Linked DNA regions of Mus musculus: regions 2 and 3 are each linked to region 1. A link is a contact called in public promoter capture Hi-C data. All regions are on one chromosome and are shown on one strand. Each heading gives the region's core, a stretch centred on a gene start, on an enhancer-like site or on the middle of the called end of the contact. The rest is flanking DNA. Distances are from core to core; before and after follow the strand shown. Region 1 holds the start of Fbxo47 (F-box protein 47). Region 2 holds the start of Med24 (mediator complex subunit 24). Region 3 holds the start of Grb7 (growth factor receptor bound protein 7).

Region 1 (4,302 bases), core at 965-3,464:
GGTCCAGCTATCAAAAGACCCCCTTGGCTCACCTAACTAACATGCCCAATTAAAATGCAATACTTCACCCTAACTTGGGTTTTCCCTTTCCCCTTTATAAACTGCCTTTTTCCTATGGCCATGTCTGTCTCCTCTCTATCCAGAGGCATGTTGTCCTACACCCCACCACCACACAAATATACCTTCCCCTTTCCCTTGTCCCCTTCTCCCTCCTCCTATCTTTGTCTCTTATTCCCTGCCCTTTGCCCTCTGGGGCAGATAAATCCCCTTTGTGCCTAGAAGCTGGCTTGGGGTGTCTGGAGCAGATACTAGTCCCTTCAAGCCTTCTCTTTTACTTTTTATTTGAGACAGGGTCTTATCAACTTCCTCAGACTGGCCTTGACCTAACCCCGTGTCTCCAAGGAAGGCCTTGAACTTGTGATCCTCCTGCCTCTGCCTCCCAAGTAGTTGGAATGACAGGTTTGCACCCAAGCCTTCCTTCAGCTATTATTTCATCTGCTGTTTGAGTACAAGAATTAAGGTACAGGATAAGGAAGGCAGGGGGCAGGTAGTACTGAAGTATCTGTCCTAATTTAGTAAATGAGATACGAGACAGGTCATCTCAAGGTTACAGCACCACTTGGGGAAGTAAGTATGGCTACAGAAAAAGTCATGTAAAGTGGGTTTTTTTTTTTTTTTTTTTTTTTTTGCTTTTTGGGGGTAGGGTGGGGGTTTGAACCTGGGACCTCACATCTGCTAAGTACATACTAATGCTAATGCTCCCAACATCTAAGAGGTACAGATTTCCAAAAGAAACCTGGAGGAAGATTTAGAAGAGGGAAGTCAGGACTTTGAGGATGCTAGGGGTGGAAACTAGGCTCCAGTGTGTTCTAGGCAAGCATTCTACCGCTAGGCTACTCCAACCCAGGGAAGTCAGGGTATCTGTTATCTACTTTAACTGGTTGTTTGGTTTTCTTGTGTTTCTATGTGGATAGGTGTTTTTCCTGAATATATATGCCTATGTACCTGAGGAGTCTAGGAGGCCTGGACTACAAGAGACCCAGTCTCAAATAATATGTATCATTCTGTTATATCTTTAAGGCCTCCCAGACAGCCTGCCCCACTGCAGGCTTCCATCTGAATCAAGCCCTGCATACTGGATCATGATTTTTGTAATCCCAGCACTGTAACTGGCTCATGCAAGAGTCAGAGGTTTAGGCTAGCCTAGCACTACCCAACAAGACCTTGTCTCAAAGAAAAAGAGAAAAGAAAAAGACACAGAATCTGTAAATAAATGAGAATTTAATATTAAGGGCTTTGGGGGTGGGGTGGTTGAGCCAGATTCTCAAGTAGCTTAGGCTGGTTTAGCCTCCTGCCTCCATCGGGAAATGCCATCACACCAGGCATCTAACAACTTTTTAATGAAAAGCTCTTGTGACAGATCCTGTTGGCCCAGGGGAAGAGTGAATCGGAAACTGCCTTAAAACTGAGTGTAGGGATGGAGAGATGGCTCAGTGGTTAAGAGCACTGACTGCTCTTCCAGAGGTCCTGAGTTCAATTCCCAGCACCCACATGGTGGCTCATAACCATCTGTGATGAGAACTGATGCCCTCTTCTGGGTGTCTGAAGACAGCAAAAGTGGACTCCTAAACGTAAAGTAAATAAAATCTTTTTTTTAAAACCTGAGTGTAAAAAAACGTAGTGGAGCGTATAACTCCTCCAAGTTTGAGATCTCCATTTACAGCCTCCCCACTTACCCTACCATAAGAGCTCCCGTTTCTCCCGTTCAGCAACTTGGTGTCTAAAATGGAGGTAGCACGGGCTTTTAAGGGCCTCACTCCGAATAACATCCCTGAACAGGAGGGCACCATGGGAGCCTCTGCTTAGTATTCATGAGAGGGCGTGGCCTGCTTGGGGGCGTTTCCCGAGAAGGTTCTGGGTATTCATAAGGGAAAGACTGAAGAGCCGAGGTTTCTTTCTATTCGCGAGGGGGTGGGGCCTCCTCCCGTGCGTGGACTCCTGGGAGTGCTCCGAGCGATTCAAGAGAGGAGGCAAAAGAGCCGAGGATCCCGGCGTCTCATCCTTTCTTGAGAGGGTGAGGCTCCGCCCGCAGGGTTCCCGGGAGATCTCTGAATATTCATGAGGGGAGGGGCAGAGGAGGCGAGGCTGCTCGATATTCATGAGGGGGCGGAGCCTCCTCCCGCTGGGGCTCCTGGGAGAATTCTAAAATCTACTTGAGGCGACGGGGGCGCCCGAGAGCTGAGGACGCAGCTCCGGGGCGGAGCGGAGAGAGCGGAGCAGGATCCGCCCCCATTATCTGGCGGGAAAAGCCTGAGGAGATTTTTTTTTTTAATTTTTTATTTATTTTTATTTTTAAGTATTTGTGAAATCTGAGGATGGTGGGACGAGACGACTAAATCCCACTTTCCTGTGATACTGTAGCCGGAAAAACTGTCGAAATCTGTGGTAACAAGTGTTTTATATTCCCCAGTACTTCCGGTAGAAATAATTGCGTGTTTTTCAGCAGGTCCTATTTGATTTTTATGCGGGCCAGTTTCTGCTCTGGTTCCCTAGGTGACCTCTTTGGCGGTGTTTAGCGCTGGCAAAGGAACGTTAAGACAAAGCGCGGTGACTTGCTGGGGTATTTTTTCCCCTCCGGAAGAGGGTGTGGGGGCAGGGACGAGGTCGGCGCCCTTAGACCCGCCCCGTTCTCGGTGCGTGGGCGGGGCAGTGCTGCCTGTCACCGGCTCCTCGGAGGCCGAGGCAGGAGGCTCGAGAGTTCCACGCCCGCCGGGGAGCCACAAGGGAAAAACTGTATCCCATTGTCACAGGGCTTGTGCGCTTCGTACCTTCAGGCTAAGGGGAAAGCAGGAAGAGTTTGGTAGGAAATAGGTACTGTTTCCACAAAATCCTGCGCTCCTCCACCCCTAAAATAGGTCTGAGGGAGGAAAGGGAGACTTAAATGTTGGGGTTTTGTTTTCTTTTGTTTTGTTGGCTTTTTGTTTGTTTGTTAGTTTGTTTCCACTACAGTGTTTCTTTGTGAAACCACCCCAGCTGCTGTGGGACTTGCACTGTTAGACTCCCACAGACCAGGCTGACCTCGAACTCAGCCTTTGTCTCCCTTGTTGCTGGGACTATAGCTGTTCGCCAGTTGAGTCTAAGTTTTGAAATAACTGGGATCAGTTGGTTTTTGTTTTTTTTCTCTCAGAGATTTAAGTGAAAAATTATACATACACGTTATGTCTATACCCTTAATAGGTGATAAAGACCCCTGGGAGGAGGTTGTTTAGCCCCACACTAGTCTGACTAGGATGGAAGTTTCTGGAAGAAAAAGCAAATTTATGTTTTATTATAGTAAAAATACTTGAAAATTCTGTAGTAAGCATGGCAGTGGTGTTGCACGCCCTTAATCTCAACACTTGGTAGGCAGAGGCAGATGGATCTGTGTGACTGGATCTCTGTGAGGCCAGCCTGGTCTACTGAGTGAGTCCCAGGACAGCCAGCATTATTACACAGAGAAAATAAGGAAAAAAAAAAAGGTAAGAAAGAAAGAGAACAAAAGAAAAATTAAAATTAATAACAACCTTTTTAATTAAGTCAATCAGAATTCTTCCACTTGGAATTACATGAGGATATTAAAATACATATTCTTGTAGAAATACATGTATTGGCATTGAATTAAATTGTAATAAGATTACAAAATAGTATGAGTCCTTACTTTTTTGTCGAAAATGAATACATAAATACAATTTTCACAGTAATATAAACACCAAAATACATGAGTGAATTTAGTTTTCTTTCACTTAGCTGTGTTTTATAAAAATAAACATATTGTGTAAAGGTAGCCATTTTCACAATTACTAATCTGAAATTTCACTGAAATCTGAAGTAAAGCGCAACTATAGTCATTTGTTTGTTTGGTTTTTGAGACAGGATTTCTCTGGGTAGTCCTTGGTGTTCTGGAAATAGTTTTGTAGATCAGGCTAGCTTCAGACCCAGAGATCTGCCTGCCTCTGCCTCCCACCACCACCCTGCTTCACAATTTTTTGTTGTTGTTGTTTTGGGGTTTTTTATTTGTTGTTGTTGTTTTTGTTTTTCGAGACAGGGTTTCTCTGTATAGCCCTGGCTGTCCTGGAACTCACTTTGTAGTCCAGGCTAGCCTCGAACTCAGAAATGAGCCTGCCTCTACCTCCGGAGTGCTGGGATGAATGTTTTCAAATGTGTAACAATTTTGACTTGTTGTAAACTAAGATGTAACATAACAAGATAGATAAGTATCAATGTGGTTTTTAAGTTACTTTGTATAGAAAAAAAACAATATTT
Region 2 (4,302 bases), core at 1,104-3,603, 850 kb before region 1:
AGAGACAGTGGAGTAAGTCGAGGCAGGTGGGGGAGCTTGAGAGGAGGGGGAGGCATGTTGCATACACCCCAAAGGGAACATAGCATCTTTTCTCTCATTCTTGGGAGCATTATCATAAAGTCTTTCGTGTGTGGTAGGTAAATCAGAGAGCTTAAAAGGGTTCCCAGGAGGGAGAAGGAGGCGGGTTAGAGAAAGGCTAGCAGCTCTGATATTTGCAGACCAGAGAAGCAGGAAGGTCAAAGTAGAGAATTCGGTGATGGTCCTTGCCCAGAGGCTGAGGTAGTCCTTGTACATACAGTTGAGTCCTTGAGGAAACTCTGCCAAGCCTGAAGCCTGGGCGGCTGGTGAGGAGTCGGGGACCAGGGAAGGCAGATGGCTCAATACCAAAAGCTGCTGCCTCTCAGCATTAGGAAGGGTGGAGGCGGGGCACCCTCCCTCTCAGAAATCTGCCAGGATTTGTGCCAGAGGGAAGGATTTGAGCTCTGAGTCTAACCATCCCCAGGCCTAAATATCTCCACCCCCTCCCATATGGGTGGACCAACACTCACTAATTCAATAAGGAGCACTCACAGAATTGACAGCCTGTTTCCAAGAGGGGCCGTTTGAGCTCTGAGGGGTAGGGAAAGAGCAGCTGTATCCAGAAACAATTTATGATGGTGATGGTGGTGGTAGGGTATTGGGCTGTGTAACAGGAAAGGAGTAGGGGGCTCACCACGGGCAAATGTGGCAGTATGGAGTGCAGGTCTGTTTGGAGGGGGAGTCTGAAGGTTATGAATCAGGAGTCTGAGAACTCCTTCCTTCCTGCTTTGGAAGATTTGGCTCCACATTCTTGGCAGCTATTTTGTATAAATACCATTCTCGAATAGTATCCCCTGGGAAGGCACAAAAGAGCAGAATAAAAATGGGTGTGTGTGTGTAGAGAGAGATGGAGGAAGACCATAGGCAGTACCCATCTTAGAAGGATGTGATTTGGCCGTACTCCAGCTATACTCTCCCTGTTCATAGCGTGCTCCAGGTACCCAGGATCCTATTAGTCTCCTACATGTCTACAAGGCCAGTTTTAGAGCCCATGTGGACTGTTTTCTCAATATTTATCCTGATTCTCAGTCAAAAGGTAGCTCAGGGAGGGGGCTGTAGTTCAGTGTAGAGTGCTTTCATAGCTGTACAAAGAGGAATGTGGGACAGAAGAGGAATGGGTTGGGGAATATAGACAGAATTTGAAGAAACAGGCTGACCTATCTCCTTGGGATATGAGATTGGGAGCCAAGAAAAAGAGGGGTGATAAAGCTCTGCCTCCAAATGTGCAGAATGGTCTTAGCCACAATACCACATTTGATCCCGAGGCCTTCTTTTTTTTTTTTTTTTTTAGATTTATTTATTATTATATGTAAGGACACTGTAGCTGTCTTCAGACACTCCAGAAGAGGGAGTCAGATCTCATTACGGATGGTTGTGAGCCACCATGTGGTTGCTGGGATTTGAACTTCGGACCTTCGGAAGAGCAGTCGGGTGCTCTTACCCACTGAGCCATCTCACCAGCCCCCGAGGCCTTCTTAAACAGTTTTTGAGACACCCAATAATCTTAACCCATATTTCCTCTGTTTTGTTTGTTTGTTTGTTTTGTTTCTTTGTTTTTGTTTTTGTGTTTTGTGTTTTTTAGACAGAGTTTCTCTGTGTAGTCCTCCTGGCTGTCCTGGAACTCACTCTGTAGACCAGGCTTAAACTCAGAGACCCAGCTGCCTCTGCCTTCTGAGTGCTGGCACTAAGGGCGTGGTGCCATGCTCAGCTTCTGTTTTCTCCTTATTTCCTTTTGTATCCAAACAGTATTCAGGATCAGTGAATTCTGGGAGAATTGTCAGATTTGGGGTTAAAATGATGGTATGTGTGCTGCTACCCACACTTCAGTGTCTCTTTTGGAATAGAAATATGAAAATGAGAGCTCTAGTGCCTACAGGGGCTTTCGAGAACAAAGGCCAAAACCCAAATAGAAGCCAGGTTAGAAGCCAAAACAGAAGCCAGGCTAGAATTCACTGTTATGCCTCGTTTCTGGGAAATAGCCACAGTATCAGAATGATTGAAGGTAGGGATAGATGGCAACATCACTGGGAGACAGAGAGTTGGTTTCTCCATAGACCCTGAGACTCTGGGTACCAGCGTACCTCAGCTCTTCGGATTATCTCAGATAAAAACCACCAGAACCAATTAGATTAATCCTTCTGCCTGTTTGGCAGCTTAGACAAGTCTTAGACAAAGAACTACAATTCCCAGAAGGTATTGTGGCAGGACTCGCCTCTTGCTACGTTTCTATTGGTTGGTGTGTGTTGCCGCCGGCCAATGGTAAATGATTTCCTTAGTAGGTGTCAAGATGGCGCTGCCTACGATGTACAACCGGTTTGTATGGTAGGCTTAAATTTGGGGAGATGGTAGATGTAGGAAAAGAAGGAATTACAACTTCAGGGCCGAGGAAGGTAGAGGCAATGGGGAGAGGGTAGATCTGGGTTTGGGGTGGAAGTGGTGAGGAACGCAGCTAGAGCGAAGGGCATAATTAGACAACCGGAGCGGGCTTAACCCTTTCCTGCTCGCTTCAGGGCTTTGTTGACACTTTCTGTCCCAATTCGAGAAACGGTTGTTCAGAAACCGAGAAGGTGACAGAGCCGCTAACTTGACGCCTTCTACTCTGCCTAGTTTTTTTCCTCTCTGTTTATTTTTCTGTTTGTTTGTTTGTTTTGCTTAAACCTTCTCGAATTTCCGTTCTATTTATGTCTCCCTTGTTCTTTCCCTCAGAACTCCAGTTCTCATCTGGCTCCGTTTTTAAACTCCCACCTTGTCACTCATCTCGCCTCCTTGGAGTGACATCATGAAGGTGGTGAACCTGAAGCAGGCCATTTTGCAAGCCTGGAAAGAGCGATGGAGTGACTACCAATGGGCAATCAACATGAAAAAATTCTTCCCCAAAGGAGCCACCTGGGACATTCTCAACCTAGCAGGTCTCAAGTAAAATGGGCAAAGAAGGATGGGAGGGGTGTCCTCAGAAAAGCTGTAAACACTCAGCCTTACTTTAATTTTCCTTGCAGAAGCGCTCCTGGAGCAGGCTATGATTGGGCCTTCCCCCAATCCTCTGATCCTGTCGTACCTGAAGTACGCCATTAGTTCCCAGGTAAAGATTCCCGACTCTTGGCTTTTGGAGGTGAAACACCTGGAGAACTGACAGTTGTCCATTTAGGCTTAATTTATTGCAAAAATAACACTCCATTTGTTGTAATGAATGAATATTACATTTATTTACTCTCTCCATATACATTTACAAGTAAAACTTAAAAAAAAAACTACATGTACTTATGGGCGGGGAGGGCATGCACATCGCAGAATGCTTGTGGAGGTAAGATACTTTTGTAGCCAGGCGTGGTGGCACACGCCTTTAATCCCAGCACTGGGGAGGCAGGTGCAGGCGGATTTCTGAGTTCGAGGCCAACCTGGTCTACAACGTGAGTTCCAGGACAGCCAGGACTATACAGAGAAATCCTGTCTGGAAAAACCAAAAAAAAAACAAAAACGATACTTTTGTAGAGTTTGTAGAGTTCTTCCCACCTTTCTGGGGATTTGAACTCATATTAGCACGCCAAACACCTTCACCTGCTGAGCCTCTTTGCCAGATCCTTGTTTCTGTTTTTGAGACAGTGTTTTATGTAGCCCAGAATGGACTTGAATTCCTGATTTTTCTGCTACCGCCTCCCACAATTGATTTGGGGGTGGGTGGGTGTTGATAATCAAACCTAGGACCTGCAGATGCTAGGCAAGTGTTCTACCTTTGAGCTATTATAATCCCTCTCTGGGTGTTTGCAAATGTTAATGTTTGTCACACAATGGTAAGTCCTGGGGATTTGATCCCAGTACACAAGGGAAGTTGAAGGCAATGCAGACTATCGCTAATCGTTGAGCGATGGGGTTTATGGTATGATTAGGGCAGAGTATAGAAATGAAGAGAGGATATGGAAGTGATGCCTAGTCCTGCCTGAGCAATCACAGAAGGCTTTCTAAAGGAAGTGATGTTTAAACCAAGGTCTCTATGGTGAGTAGAAGTTAGCCACACAGATGAATGAGAATGAAGAGCAGAGAGAGGAAATTATAATTCTACACAGGCTGGGCTGGACAAATTATAAGTTATCCACTACTGAAAGTGAGGGCTGCAGATACAGTTCATTGGTAAAGTGTTTGCTTAGCAGGGACAAGGCCCTGGATTTGATCCCCGGCACCACAAAAAACCTGAAGGATATTTGGCATTGGTGCAACAGAGCTGAACAC
Region 3 (4,302 bases), core at 580-3,079, 560 kb before region 1:
CTGCAAACAAGGCCACCATCTCCTCTTCCCAAGATGAGGCGAAGGGTTCGTGGGGCAGACACTGAGCTGCTGGCCTGGGCAGCCTGAGATCCGGCTCTGGACCAGCACAGGAAGCTAACACCCATCAGGACTTGGGGAGGGAAGTGGGGGGGGGGGGGGGCTTAACCTTTCCGGGTACCGGGAGCAGGTGGGGAGGTAGGAAACCCTGAGTTGACCCAAAGTTGATGCTCCACCCATTCCGCCGGGGTTGGGGGGGGGGTGGGAACATCCAATGAAATAAAGCGGGCGGGACAACTCTTTTAATGTTTAATTTGGGAAGAATGCTAGAGTTCTCTGTAGAGTTAATCATTAGTTTGCCTTCGGGGAGAACACAAACACACACACACACACACACACACACACACACATTAGCACGCGCTATTGGGGGAGAGCAGAGTCCAAGCTAGACAGACTCATGACCCAGAAGGCATTGCATTCTTGGGGGGAAAAGAGGGAGAAAAGGTTGAAAATACTATCAGCTGTCCCTCAGATGCACTCTGTCTCCATCCTACCATGAAAACCCAGACCTAACTAGGTCTTTCCCCCAACTTCAGCCTCAGGCAGGCCCACATACCCGGCCATACACTGTTTTCCAGGCCCCGAACTGCAGACCTTCACACTACACCCACCCCTCTAGCTTTCTTTGTCCACACTCATTTGCAGCCAGGAGGGATCCGCAGCCTGCTGAGCTTCCGTATCGGAGATGGGACCACAACGTGGAGAGATGCAGTTCCAACCATTGCGGGAGTCGCTCTCCCTTACTCCCCTCCGAATGGGAACCCCAGATTGTAGTAAACTGAGCTCAATAAGGTATTGAAGGGCAACCTCCGGATCTAGCACCCCCTACTAACTGGTGTTGGGTAAGAACTAGTTTTAGCCGGAAAGTCAAGATTTCAGGTGATGGAGAGACCTTACCTCGGGTCTCAGGGAGCAAGATGAGGAAGGGGAAGGATTGGTGATGCCAAGCAACAAACAAAACAAACAATGCAGCGCAGAGAGCATCAGGAGTGTGACTCTTTCCTTAGGGACCCAGACCTAACTTGCATCCCATCCCATCCCATCCCATCCCCCAAGATGAAGTTCCCGCTTCCGCCTTTACCCAGACCATAGCTCACCTGCCTGAGGCCACCGGTTTAGGGAGGAAGATTCCAGGCCTTAACTATCACCCACCCCCCTTCTCCCCCACCCCCACCCCCACCCCCCGCCTCTGGCCTGACCTCGCCGAGAGAGGGCGGTCAGGGGGGAGAGCGTGGCAGCCTCCCGGCCATCTAACTGGGCAGCAGGCCAGATCCGCTCGATGCAGGCACAACCTGGGGCCCTCGGTGAGGCTGGGGGTAGGAGCAGATTATCTAAGACCGATCTCGGTCGGCTTACCTGGAGCACCTCCAACAGAAGGAGCCGGACACCCGGCCCAAAGTCTGGCTCTGTCTAGAGATCCCAGACACTTAGATTTGATTTCGAATCCTTTCTCTCTTCTCTACAGATGGTAGAAAGGCTATCCCGCCTTTGGAATGTTGAGGCGGGAGAATATAGAGCGAGCCCTGCGTATCCAGATTCCAGGCCCAGGGAAACTAAAATTATCTCGGGCAGGTAAGGGCGGAGCCTGAGAGGCTCCCTGGAGAAGGAAGCGCAGGAGGAGGGGTGGAGACTCCTCACAATGCACCGCCTCGAATTGCTCTTGCCCTTCCTACTGAGCAGCAGGTGCTAGGAGAGAGGGAGAGAGAGAGAGAGAGCAGGTGCCCCGGAGAGAACAGGCTGGACAGAGAAAAATCTAGAATCCTGACTACATGGGAAGGGGAGTTTGGAGGCTGTTTGTTAAACGCGAATGGTCCCGCCCACTCCTACTCGTCCCATTCCAATGATGGTCAGTTCATTGGTCAAGCTAGGGGGCCGTCTTCAGCTCGGATCTCACCCCCTAGGGCAAAGGGCACTGGGCTTAAAAGGGAAGCCAGAAGAGGTGCTCTGCCCTTTGACCTCCAACCACAGTCCAGCCGCCCAGGCTGTTGTCCTGGCCCTGCTAAAATACCCAAGGTGCACCCTCTCTTCCGAGGCAAGTCCAGGGTCTCACCTTCCTAGTTTCAAGTTTAAGAGTGGCAAGGTGGCCTAGTGGGAGGGGCCACAGTTCTGGTGACCGTTGTGGCCTGATGCAGATGGCTTCTATTACAGCAGTTACTCCAGCTTTCTGGTTCAGCTCACAGCAAACATTGGAGGATCAGGAAGAGGGGTTGAGAGTCCCCAGATCAAAGGCAGCGGGCCACCTCCCAGCTTCCTATGGCTAAGAGTTAAGAAAACAAACAAGCCACTGGGGCGATAAGGGGTCTGCCCTGAGGAAGCACAGCCTCCCTTAGCTTTTCCGCTTGAAAAACTAATGTGGAAAGCCACCGTGGAAGTGTGTGCCTTTTAATCCCAGCTCTCTAGGGGCAGGGGCAGGTGGATCTCTGTGAGTTCGAGGCCAGCATGGTCTACATGGACAGTGAGGACTGTACAGAGAAGCCCTGTTTCAAAAACAGAGTGACGACAGACAGACAGACATCAGACAGACTAGTATGAATAGAGCAAAGCAAAAAGGTGAGGAAGGGGCAGGTTGCTTGGGCCAGGAAGCAATTTGAACAAATTGCAGGAGACAATTTCCTCATTTCCAACCTAGCAGACCTGTGCTTGGCGCTGGGTATACAGAGCAAAACAACAAAAACAGACCCGCCCTTTGCTGGCTGCAACCCAGTCGGGGAGACTGACCTTTAAGAGTCACACAAATAAGAAATGACAGGTGACAAGTTTGCCAGGTGAGTGACTCACAGGAGGCAGGGAAGGCCATGAAAACAAAGCCAGGGAGGACCTGGCAGTGAGTGGGAACCAGAGGGGTTAACCTGCCATGGTGGACCCCCAGTGTGGAGAAGCAGCTGCTGGGAGGGAATGCAGAAGAGAGTGGGGGTGGACAGGAACGGAGGCCATCAGGTAGTCTGGGCAGGTCTTGCAGGTACGGGAGGGGTGGAGGGAAAACACTGCAGCTCTTAAAAGGGGGGAACACAGTCTCTTAAGCTGCTCTGGAAAGAGCAGACCCGTGGGCCCCTCCTCAGCTACCAGAGTCTCAAAGCACTGAGGAGGCAGAGCCCCAGGAATGTGAGATATTGACAAGCCCTCAGGTGGCTGTTTTGCAAACCAGGTTTGAGAGCCATCCATCCTGTTTGTCCAGACTGGCAGGAGGAGTGGGCAGAAGCCAGACCCTGCCAGGAGTGCAGGGCTGCACTCTGAAAAAAGATCACTATGTAGAAGGCTGAGCTGGAGGAAAGCCAGACTCCAGCTGAATGAGTGATATTCTCTCTCTCTCTCTCTCTCTCTCTCTCTCTCTCTCCCCCTTCCCTCCCTCCCTTCCTGTCTGTCTGTCTGTCTGTCTTTTGTTTTTCAAGATAGGGTTTTTCCCTGTAACAGCCCTGGCTGTCCTGGAACTTGTTTTGTAGACCAGGCTGGCCTACAAAGATGCTCTCGAACTCACAGAGATCAGCCTGCCTCTGCCTCCTGCCTCTCTAGTGGTGGGATTATTACAGTCATGTGCCACCATGCCTGGCTCCATTTCTTTCTTTCTTTCTTTCTTTCTTTCTTTCTTTCTTTCTTTCTTTCTTTCTTTCTTTCTTCCTTCCTTCCTTCCTTCCTTCCTTTCAAGGATCTTTATAATATGTGAGTACACTGTAGCTGTCTTCAGACACCTCAGAAGAGGGCATCAGATCCCATTACAGATGGTTGTGAGCCACCATGTGGTTGCTGGGAATTGAACTCAGGACCTCTGAAAAAAAGCAGTTAGTGCTCTTAGCCACTGAGACATCTCTCCAGCCCTCCATTTCTTTTACAAAGACTTCTGTTTTTATTTATGTGCACATGCCTCTGTGTGTAGGTTCCTGCAGAGGAACTTGCCAGGTCTCCTGCAGCTGGAGTTACAGGCAGTTTGGACCTCCAGAAGAGCACCAAGTATTCTTAGCCCCTGAGCCATTTCTCTCCAGCCCAGGGATTCCATCCAGAACAGTGGTTCTCAACCTTCCTAATGCCGCAACGCTTAACACGGTTCCTCATGTTGTGGTGTTCCCCAACCATAAAATGATTTTTGTGGCTACTTCATAACTGTTATTTTGCTACTGTTGTGAGTCATAATGTAAATATACATTTTCCAATGGTCTTAGGCAACCCTTGTGACAGGGTCATTCAACCTCCACCCCCATCCTCACCCCCACTCCCACCCCCACTCCCACCCCCAGCCCTCAAAGGTCAAGA

Evidence for each region. Promoter capture Hi-C pulls out the DNA fragments that hold promoters and counts their contacts. Capture Hi-C pulls out chosen DNA fragments and counts their contacts.
Region 2: a contact with region 1 is called in a promoter capture Hi-C map of erythroid cells, with 4 times the contacts expected there. The contact joins the promoter of Med24 here to the promoter of Fbxo47 in region 1. A contact is called at or near these places in 1 of 39 promoter capture datasets (erythroid cells) and 1 of 9 other capture datasets (liver).
Region 3: a promoter capture Hi-C map of adipose tissue shows a contact between it and region 1. The contact joins the promoter of Grb7 here to the promoter of Fbxo47 in region 1. A contact is called at or near these places in 2 of 115 datasets of contacts at active chromatin or transcription factors (memory CD8 T cells and pancreatic cancer cells) and 1 of 9 other capture datasets (adipose tissue).

What each region holds. Positions count from the first base shown.
Region 1 is chr11:97,882,066-97,886,367 of GRCm38.p6, reverse strand. Fbxo47 (F-box protein 47) reads left to right here and starts at 2,214. Exons shown (of 11, transcript NM_001081435.1): 1 at 2,214-2,445.
Region 2 is chr11:98,727,470-98,731,771 of GRCm38.p6, reverse strand. Med24 (mediator complex subunit 24) reads left to right here and starts at 2,353. Exons shown (of 26, transcript NM_011869.3): 1 at 2,353-2,400; 2 at 2,785-2,987; 3 at 3,075-3,157. The coding sequence starts at 2,858.
Region 3 is chr11:98,444,361-98,448,662 of GRCm38.p6, reverse strand. It overlaps Grb7 (growth factor receptor bound protein 7), which reads right to left and starts at 1,829. Exons shown (of 15, transcript NM_010346.2): 1 at 1,414-1,829. It also overlaps a transcript of Mien1 not described here.